2 separate regions of the Oryctolagus cuniculus genome follow, and region 1 is linked to region 2. The links are chromatin contacts, called in public Micro-C maps. All regions are on one chromosome and are shown on one strand. The core of a region is the stretch at or near the end of the contact, and the rest is flanking DNA. Distances in the headings are between cores, read along the strand shown.

Region 1 (5,210 bases), core at 2,686-5,185, 63 kb after region 2:
CAGAAGGGAAGCAGCCCCACTTTCCAGACAAAATGGCCTGGCCAGGCAGGAGCAGTCGAGCGTGAGGGCCTCTAGGAAGCTCTCTTGCTCGCTCTCAATATTACAGGGGCTCTCCTGGGGGCCACCGTGCGGGTTTCTTGCCAAGGCTTTCCTCACTGAAGGGTGAAGGGGCCCCAGAGACCAAACAAGCAGCATCTTGGGAAAAGACTATCTGCTAGATACTGAAACCCACAACTAAAATGGAAGGCAAGCAGACAGCAGGCTGGTGAGCGTGACCTTCAGGGTCTCTGTGTTGCTGGAAGGCTAAAACATACCCTCTCTCTTCTACAGTGTTACAGCGCCTGTTCCACCGAAGCGTCATTCTGTCTCGCAAAGCACGCTGGGCTTCGCTCCTATGCTCAATACATGCTTCAACCACACCAGGCAGGGGCAAAGCCCTCAGAGCTTCTTGACTATGACACTAAGCACAAGCACCTTTTTCAGACCAAGGTTCAGGACAAAGTCCCACAGGACCATTCTGGAAGGCAGGGCACACTTGCCAAGTAACTGCACGACTCCAGGGACAGCACAACCTGCCTATCAAACCCACTGGGTCCCCTGTGCCTTTCCCACCAGGAGGAGCCGGGGCATTCACCAGACCACAGTGCGGGCAGCGCCTTCCTTCTCAGTGAGGAGGGCACACCCTGGTCAGCCTGGCCAGCACCATCCGTGCTGCGCTCCTCAGGGAGCCTGCTGCTCTTACAGTGTCCTTCTGTCCTGAGCGCGTCTCCTCTCCATAAGAGAAAGAGAGTGCCCTTCTTTCACTGTCCTCCCAGGTGACAGGGCTGCTGGTGCCCACACTCGACGCCCCACTTGCTGGCTTTCTCCAGTGAAACCCCCAAATGCTTTCCGGGGATAAGAGAAGAGTCGCTGACTCAGCTTTAGGGCCCAGGCTATGGCCGAGCCGAATCTAACTGGGAAACCCCAGCTCTCTGCTTTGTTGTCTCAGAGGACGGTGAAACTTCAACCCCCAAAGCTCAGAAGCTAAGGGATGAAGCCGAAGCACTTGTCTACTCACAAATGCTTAGTGAACTCCAGGGACCACTAGGCTGTGGGCTTTCAAGACACCTTGGCTTCTGGTTATCGAAGTCACTGACCCAGCCTACCTCCAGGCCAAGCGACAGATGGACGCCAGCCAGAAGGTCCAGAAAGACACTAATTTTAAGATGATAAAAACAGACGAGACAGATGGCAGAAGCCTTGAGAATCAACAAAGCTCTGGCAGGTCTGGCGAGCCTGCTTTATTTCATTGAGGGAATCCATAGATGCCTACTTCTCCCATGTCATGGAAGCACACAGGAGCTGAACAAGGCCTTGCTCAGCTGGCCCCCGGGGGCTCACAGCAATCAAAAGCAGTGGGGTTTAGGGCGGCAGTGCCCACGCTGCCGGGGAGGTGGGGCAGAGAGGAAACTGGCACAACTGCAAGTCAGACAGGGATCCTTCGACTGAGACAAAGAATGAGGTGAGAATCCTGAGTAACAAGGACATCACGCAAGCCACGAAGCACTTCTCCCGCCTGGAGAGTGCCCTTCCTAGCTGTGACAGCCACCGAAGCCAAGCAGCTGACACGGAGGCCTTCAGACTAAACGTTTCCATAGTGACCAAAGGTTTTCATATTAAATACAATGATTTTAAAACATTCTCTATGTATGTCATGCAGTACATGCTATAATTTATTTAATAAGCACACATACGGCTCTACATAGCTTTCTGATTGGTGAGTAGCCCAAAGGTTGTGCACCTGCTGTTTTTGATACTGGGAAGCCAGAGAAAGGGTAGAGACAGGACAATGAGGTGTCAGGCCTGCATGTCAGAACACTCTGGTGGCCTGAAGAGGCTGAGACCACAAGCAGGAAGACAGACAAGAATCGAGTGCAGCGGCTGGTGTGGCGGTGCAGCAGCTTGGCTGACATTCGAGTGTCTGGGTTCAACCCGGCTCTGCTTCTGATCTTGCTTCCTGCTAATGTGCACTCTGGGAAGCAGGAGGTGATAGCTCTGTCACTCTGCCTTTCAAAACTAAGAAGAGAGAGAGAGAAGCAAGTGGGAGAGGTGAGAATGCGAGAGAAGCCCAGGTGTTGAGGTGTCCGACTGCGGACCCCAGAGGTGCTGGAGGAAGCACAAACGCAGATCAAGCGGTAGGCCGCTGGGCATATCTGTGAGCCGGTGGGAGGTAGACGTGAGTTTAATTCTAGACAAGCTCACTACTCCCCAGCCACTCTCCCCACATCTGTTGATATTTTTATCACTTGTACAGGCTATTTATATACGATACGCATTTGTACATGACATTTCTACCACTGTATGAGAAGCTGGGTTTTCCCCTCCAGCTCAGGTTCTAGTGAAGAACAGACGCTGCACCTACCACCCTGACGGGGCATCTCACAGGCAGCGCTCTGCACCGCGCCTACGTGGCAGCAGACTTTAAGAAGGCTGGGGACCGGAAGACGGGCATCTAGGTTGGCCTGGAGGGCTGAGCAGGAGCCAGCCAGCTATGCAGGAGAGGGAAGGAGGCCTGAAGGCTTTAGATGAAGGGAGGCAAAAACTGAGAGCCAGTGGCTGGAGCCCAAAGCGGGCAGGGAAAGCTGAGATCAGGATGACCAGGAAGCTGGACCTCCAGGGAGGTCTTCAGGATCCCTGCGCAGCTGCCGTGGGGGTGAGGTGGAGTGGGGGAGGACCTGGAGAGGAGTTTAAGGGTGGAGAGTGGGATGATCTGACTCGCATTTCCAAAGATCATTCTGGCAGCTGGTGGTCAGAAAGATGGGGGCTCACTGGGGTGCAGACCTGTGGCAACCCCCTCTTCAAACCGGGGTCAGGTAAATGACGTCTCTGGGAACCAGTCCCAGAGTCCAGATCTGATGCTGGTTTAGACTTCCCGAAAAGTCTCCCCAAATGAGGCCATAACCCACTGTCTACTTCCCGACTGAATCAGGCTGTGCCAATAAGAGCCTGACAGGGGTGAGGCCGAACTGTGGTGGGGAAAATGGCAGCGCACCCGCCTTTCTCTGTAAAGAAAAAGGGGACCACATTTTCTGATGATGCATTAGGAAGGGGCTTTAGTATTATATTTTCATTCTAAAGTAAATAGCTGTTTTGTCCTTTAAGGTGAGCTGCTCACCGCTATATCGTCAGTGTGCTGGAAGCATCCTTACAAAGGGTCCCTCCTGCTTCCTGCAGTCCCAGCCCAGGTTTCCTGTAGGATGAGTATTTATTTATTTATTTATTTAGATAGAAATGAGAGCTGCCAGTCCTGGAAAACCAACGTATCTTCCCCAAAGATGCTTTGCATATACATTTCACTCCATCTTCACAGCCATACTCTGAGGGAAGTACTGGACCATTATCCCAATATATTTCTCATGCAAATGAAAAAGTAAAGGCCAGAGAGTCAAGACTAAATTGGTTGAGGCTGCACAGCTGTGCCTGAGCCCAAATCCACGAGTTCCCACTGTCCCTACTGCATGGCAATGTTCCCACTGCCGGGGGCTCACTTGCAAGAACAGGTTATTGTTCACTGGAGGACCCGAGGGCACGAGGCTATGAGACCAGCACGGAGGTTACAATGGCATCTTGTGTAAGGAGACCACAGAGGAACAATGGAGAGGCGGCGTGTAAGCAAGCGCCAGGGTACCAGAGGCATGGACGGCCCCTGCAGCTGTGCAGGACACCCGCTCCCCTGTGCTTCCTGGAGAGCTGGGAAAGACCCGGTAAGAGGCAGGGTGGAATGGGATTAAGCCAGACGCCTGTTCTCACTGATAATGATAGGAATCTGCTAATCACAGCGCGATCTCAGACCGGACACACGCGAGGAAGTAGCTGTTCCTGCCACCTTCAGCCAGTTGCCTGTCTGGCGCAGCAGCAGAAGGAAGAGTATTTTTAGACTTCTATTACACACATAAACAGACAGGCTCAGTGTGAGCTCTCCATGCCAGGCCTGGATCTCAATGACTCAGCCACTCCCTCCTCCAGTCTTGGATCCTTCCTTGTAAACACTTGTCAGTTACTCCTCAGAGGTGGCCAGGCCCAGGAATATTAAGATTTCTCAACAACACTGCTGGAGACTAGCACACCTCCAAGGTGTCCTGGGTCAAGGCTTTGTTCAGAGAGAGAACGGTAAAGGAGATGATTTCTGCACTGGAAGGAGTGAGAACTCTCTTACTTCCTCACCCCCACCCCTTTGAACCAACACCACGCTTTCCGTGCTCTGATCTCTGCAAAGGACTTGGTGCGTAAAAGGAAATCTTTGTCCTTGTAGAGGTGACCTTCAGGCTGTACAAACCCACAAACTACTGCATACTCTGACAACGAAGTGCGTCCTGGGAGTGTGCACACAACACTGGTTTGTCCAGGGAGGCCTGGTACAGAGGTGGTGTTTCAGCTTGACCCTGAAGGCAGCGTGGCAGAAGTGTTCCATGCTGAGAAGTGCAAGTGAACGGTGGCACGATCTGGCCAGCAGAGAGAAGGGAGCTCAGAGAGCTAGCTCACGGTGGGCTTATGCAGCCAGCATCCCATTCTGGCAGAGCTGGCCCCGACAGCGTCCACACCCACGGTACCCTCCATGGCCTCCTCTGGCAGTGCCTGCTCGTCAGTTCTCATTTCAACTACCGGGGGCTCTGGATAATCCAACTGACCAGGGCAGAGGCTGGCCCTCTCTCAGGGGCTGCCAGAGCAGCTGGTGGGCGCCCCAGCACAGCGCTTCCATGGGTGTCTTGTGACGATGTGGTTACGCCACATCTCTCTCCCCTAAGGAGCCAGGCAGACTATGCCCTGCTGAGCACTACAGACAGGCCTGTCATCTGTTCATACAAATGTTTTACCCTTGAGTGTCTGTTACGTGTCCCATGGGGATGTCCTGGTGGATAAACAGCAGGATTCCTGACCTCAAGGAGCTTATGCTCCGCCTCACCATGATTCAGTAAAGTCTGGATTTCCGGGGCCACCCAATACCTGTGATCCACACAAGGGGCTGAGTATGTAACAAATGATAGAGGGACAAAGGCTGACAGACACAGCATGTTTCTCTCCGTGCAAAGAGAGCCCTACCCTATTTTGGGACTTTCGCATTTCACATGGGAAAAAGGTGAATAAAACCCTTCAGTATACCCACTTCCCCTCAAAAAGAACATTATTTCTTCCCTACCAAGTTTTCATATTTATACTTATGCAAAGTAGTT
Region 2 (5,058 bases), core at 1,182-3,681:
GGCCGGAAGCGAGGGAGGCGGCACCTGGGGGCGCCGGGTGGCCCAGCGCACGCAGGCCGAGGCGGGCCCTGGTCCTGCCCCCTCCCCCGCGCACACACACGGCGGGGTCCCGGCCCTGCTTCCCCCGGGGTACCGCTCGCAGGCTCCCCACTGCCCGCCGCCCTGTCCTCTGCAAGCCCCGCCCACGCCCCGCCCACGGCCCAGCCATTGGTTCTCTAGAGCTGGGTCTCCTCGGATAGGGGCGTCTTCCCAAGGCCACGCCCCCTAGCGGGGCACAAAGAGCTGGGTCCGGTCGGCGGCCCCCTCCTGGGCCAGCGCGGGGTCTCCGCCCCATCGGGGCCGAGGCGCACCTCGGGGATTAGGGGTGTAGACCCCCGAGCTGGAGGCCTCGGCTCCATTCCCTCCCAGGAACTGATCCCCCGCCCCAGGTGCCCGGCTCCTCCCTGTCCCCTGCTCGGTCCTCCACACTGGGGTGCGGTGCGTGGACTCGCTCGAGTATGAAGGCTGCCGATGAGAACCTCGCAGTTCACAAAAGTTCAGTGACCTGTCCCAAGTCACACAGTGGCCAGGGGTAGCCCCCCAAAACAATAATGGGGAGTGGGAAGGTGAGAAGGCTCCTGGCCTCATCCCCCACCCCCATCTGCTGAGCCAGGGACAGGTCCCTGGGACAATCATCAGGCCTGCATGCTGGGCCAGCTGGGTGTTAATAAAAAAGTCTCGGCCGGTGCTACGGCTCACTAGGCTAATCCTCCTAGTTCCGGTCGGGGTGCTGGATTCTGTCCTGGTGGCTCCTCTTCCAGTCCAGCTCTCTGCTGTGGCCTGGGAGTGCAGTGGAGGATGGCCCAAGTGCTTGGGCCCTGCACCCCATGGGAGACCAGGAGAAGCATCTGGCTCCTGGCTTCGGATCAGTGCAGCGCGCCGGCCGTGGTGGCCATTGGAGGGTGAACCAACGGCAAAAGAAGACCGAATTTCTCTCTGTCTCTCTGTCTCTCTCTCTCTCTCACTGTCCACTCTGCCTGTCAAAAAAAAAAAAAAAAAAAAAAAAGTCTCGGCTGAGACGTCTTTTTTCCCCAAGTTTTACATATCTGCAGAGTGAGAGGGAGATCTCCTACCCACTGATTCACCCCCAAACGCCTGCAACAGTCAGACTGGGCCAGGGTGAAGTCAGGAGCCAGGAAATCCATGTGGGTCTCTCGCCTGGCTGGCAGGGGCCCAAGGACTTGGGCCACCAGCTGCTGCCTCCCAGGTGCGTTGGCAGGAAGCTGGATGGGAAAGTGGAGGTGGGGCTTCATCCCGGGAAACTCCCACTTGGGATGTGGGTGACCCACGCTGTGAGTCAGCCTCCTGTGCCTTACTGAGGTGCAACCGACAATTTTAGAGCAAATGACACCCACCCTTGTTTGTGACTGCACTCCTGTCCTGGACCCCCGAGACTCAGGGTCCAGGTGGGGTCCTGGGGTCGCTCACCCAGCTGTGATGACCTTCTGATGGCCAGGAGAGAGACCGGGAAAGCACTCCCAACACGCCAGTCTCGGCTGGCCCTGCGCTAATCCCTACATGAAAAAGCTGACGTGGTATTAGTCACGCGTGGCGGGTGCTTCAGAGATGCCTGGTTCTGTGACTCTATTTTTTACCTTTTAGCATTTTATATAAGACAGAGAGACACACAGAGACACACACCTGTGAGCCAGTGACCCTAAATGCTCACAACAGCCGAGGCTAGAGCAGGCAGAGCCCAGGAGCCCAGAACTCAATCCGGGTCTCCCACAGGGGTGTCAGGACCCGGGCTACTTGAACCATGGAATCGAAAGCAGAGCTGGGACTCCAAACGTGGGCACTTGAAGGGATGCTGTTGCGTTGTCCGGAGCAGCATCTCCACTGATGCCTTGGAGGCCGGCACCCACTGTGGTTTAGCCTGACCTGGCTCATTTGCTTTTTGGTCATTTGTATACTGGCTGGGAAAACCCCGAGTCTGGGGTAGGCTTTTTTTTAAGATTTATTATATTTTTTAAATTTATTTTTTGAAAGGCAGAGTTACAGAGCGAGGGCAAGATCCCAGGTGTATCAACAGGGAGCTGGATCAGAAGTGGCGCAGCTGGGACTCGAACTGTTGCCCGTCCAGGCACAGGCAGCAGCCCGACCTGCTGCGCCCCAACACTGGCCGCGATGCCTGCGGGTTTTTGAGCTCTCCTGATCTCCCAGCTCCGCAACATAGCCCAGCCCGGACGTCAGGTGTTACTGATCCCTTGTGTGGCCAATAGGGGTGCAGGCGCGAGGTGCTCCTGGGGACAGAGCTAGGAACACACATTGTCCGGCCATCTGCATTGAGTCCTAGATCCAGCTGTGTGTATCGCAAGCCAGGAGGCGGCCCTGAGCGCTCACAGGGCTGGCCCCAGACTGTCCTAAGGCACCTGCTGATTGTCCCGGCCCTCCTGGGTGTACCTGGTCTCCCATGACCGCTGGCACCTGCCTCTGGCCTCTTCCTCGCTTCAAGGATGCCTCCCTCCCCCGCCGAGGGCTTGGGGACCCCTGACCGGGCCACCTTCCCCACCCAGAGGAGGGGCTCCCGCCCCCAGGCCGCCCCCTGTAACCCCCACCCCTCTGCACTCTCTGGGCTCTGACCTGTGTGCAGCCACCCTGGCTCCTCCCACCGCCCCGCCTGGGGCTGCTGGCTTTAGTACTAGATTGTTCGCGAAGGGAAGGGAAAGAGGAAGAGACAAAGGGAAAAAGACGAAGGGCAGTCTCCGTTTTTTGCTTTATCTAAGAAACTCTTGCCCGCGTGCACTTTCCCCCGGAGCGCGCGCTTCCTCGCATGCGCGCGTGATGCAGCCGGGGCGGGTTTTCCAGGACCAGCATGTAGGGCAGGGAGGGCGCGCGGGCCCCGGGCTTCGGGAGGGGAGGAAGGGGCCGGTGGGGGCGGGGACGCCTGGGGGAGGGGCGGCTGCTCAGCGGCCGGCGGTCTCTTCCTCCCCAGACAATGGGCTGCCGGATGCAGCCGGGAGATAAGGGGCCCTGCCGGGGCAGCAATCACAGCCAGGCCAGCTCCCGGCAGGCGAGGGCGCCCGCCCCAGGGCCCGGCCCTGCCCCCACCGTGCCCGGAGGCCGCGGGCAGCCGGCGGAGCCCCTGGTCCCTAACCCGGCCCCGCGGGGAGGAATCTAGCCAAGGGTTTTCTTTCTTGGCTCCTGGTGTATTTCCCCACCTGCAGACAGGGTCCTGACTGCCGAGGTCAGAGGACCTAGTGTGTGGGGGAGGGGCCTAACACCTGACGGTAACTGTCCCGTTGATTGTTGATGGCATCCTGAAATGATCGCCTTTTTTTTTTTTTAAAGATTCATTTATTTGAAAAGCATAGTTACACAGAGAGAGCTCCCTCCTGCTGGTTCACTCCCCAGAATGGCCAAGACGGCCAGGGCTGGGCCAGGCTGAAGCCAGGAGCCAGGAGCTTCTTCTGGGTCTCCCACCGGGGTGCAGGGGCCCAAGCACTTGGGCCATCTTCTACTGCTGTCCCAGGCCGTTAGCAGGGAGCTGGACAGCAAGCAGAGCAGCCGGGACTGGAACAAGTCCCCATATGGGATGCCGGCGTCACGGGCAGTGGCTTTAACCTCTATGCCACAATGCTGGCCCCGAAATGACCCCATTTTAGACACAATAATTGGTCTAATTAAATAATAAAATATACGATTAATTTCCATTTCACTTTTTCATTCTGCCATTTTCCTTTAAAAAAAAGTTTTTAAAGAACAACCAACTTGGTGCTGGCACTGTGGCATAGTGGGTAAAGCTGCTGCCTGCGGCCGGCGCCGCGGCTCACTAGGCAACTCCTCCACCTGCGGTGCAGGCACCCCATATGGGCGTCGGTTTGAGTCCTGGCTGCTCCACTTCCCATCCAGCTCTCTGCTGTGGCCTGGGAAAGCAGCAGAAGATGGCCCAAGTGCTTGGGCCCCTGTAACCGTGTGGGAGACCCGGAAGAAGCTCCTGGCTCCTGACTTCAGATCGGTGCAGCTCTGCAGCCATCTGGGGAGTGAACCAGCGATGGAAGACCTCTCTCTTTCTGCCTCTATATAACTTTGCTTTTCAAATAAATAAACCTTAAAAAAAAAAAAGTATTTGAAGCCGGCGCCGCGGCTCACTAGGCTAATCCTCCACCTTGCGGCGCCGGCACACCGGGTTCTAGTCCCGGTCGGGGCGCTGGATTCTGTCCCAGTTGCCCCTCTTCCAGGCCAGCCCTCTGCTGTGGCCAGGGAGTGCAGTGGAGGATGGCCCAAGTGCTTGGGCCCTGCACCCCATGGGAGACCAGGAGAAGCACCTGGCTCCTGCCATCGGATCAGCGCGGTGCGCCGGCCGCAGCGCGCCGGCCGCAGCGGCCATTGGAGGGTGAACCAACGGCGAAGGAAGACCTTTCTCTCTGTCTCTCTCTCTCACTGTCCACTCTCCCTGTCAAAAAAAAAAAAAAAAAAAGTATTTGAGAGACAGAGAGGCACAAACAGAGAGCGCCTTTCCACTGGTTCACTCCCCAAACGCCGGCAAGGGCACAGACCCAGGCCCAGACCGGTGTGGGGCAGGCAAGGTCCCAGGGGGAGGTCCCTGGAGCCGGGCGGCCGCTGCCAGCTCAAACTGGTTTAGATTGTTCTTGAAGCTCAGCAGTCTGCAGCCTCTCTCCGCCGCCGCCCGCCGTGTGCGTCATCCCGGCTGCTGCTGCCCGGGCACGCTCCGCTCTCTGCTCGCCCACAGTTCACCCAGCGCTGCCCTGGGTCCGCCCTGGACAGGGGACGTGGAGGTCAAGTTCACAGCTGGGCTGCAGGGGCCCCTTCACCCCCAAATCCACGCAACCTCAGAACGGGGCCTCATGGGAAAACAGCGTTGTTTTTTTTTTTTTTTTTTTTTTTTAAGATTTATTTATTTGAAAGGCCAGAGTTTACAGAGACACAGAGGTCTTCCATCTGTGGGCTCACTCCCCAAATGGCTGCTACAGCCGGGTCTCCCACGTGGGCGCAGGGTCCCAAGCACGTGGGCCATCTTCTGCTGCTTTCCCAGGCCATCAGCAGGGAGCTGGATGG

The links. Hi-C and Micro-C count contacts between places; a contact is called where the count stands out from the background.
Region 1: a Micro-C map of ear pinna shows a contact between it and region 2, with 2.7 times the contacts expected there. The contact joins two enhancer-like sites. A contact is called at or near these places in 3 of 6 Hi-C or Micro-C datasets (ear pinna, psoas muscle and an unstated tissue).

The regions. Positions count from the first base shown.
Region 1 is chr19:39,526,921-39,532,130 of mOryCun1.1, forward strand. All of the region lies in intron 12 of RNF216 (ring finger protein 216), which reads right to left. Among named protein-coding and RNA genes, the nearest start is that of FSCN1, 52 kb to the left of the region's middle. Within about 2 kb of position 3,936, at least 2 of the 8 cell types and tissues checked have an H3K27ac peak or open chromatin away from gene starts, as enhancers often do. A contact at or near this core is called in ear pinna, where this site is marked.
Region 2 is chr19:39,464,975-39,470,032 of mOryCun1.1, forward strand. No RefSeq gene overlaps it. Among named protein-coding and RNA genes, the nearest start is that of FSCN1, 10 kb to the right of the region's middle. Within about 2 kb of position 2,432, at least 3 of the 8 cell types and tissues checked have an H3K27ac peak or open chromatin away from gene starts, as enhancers often do. A contact at or near this core is called in ear pinna, where this site is marked.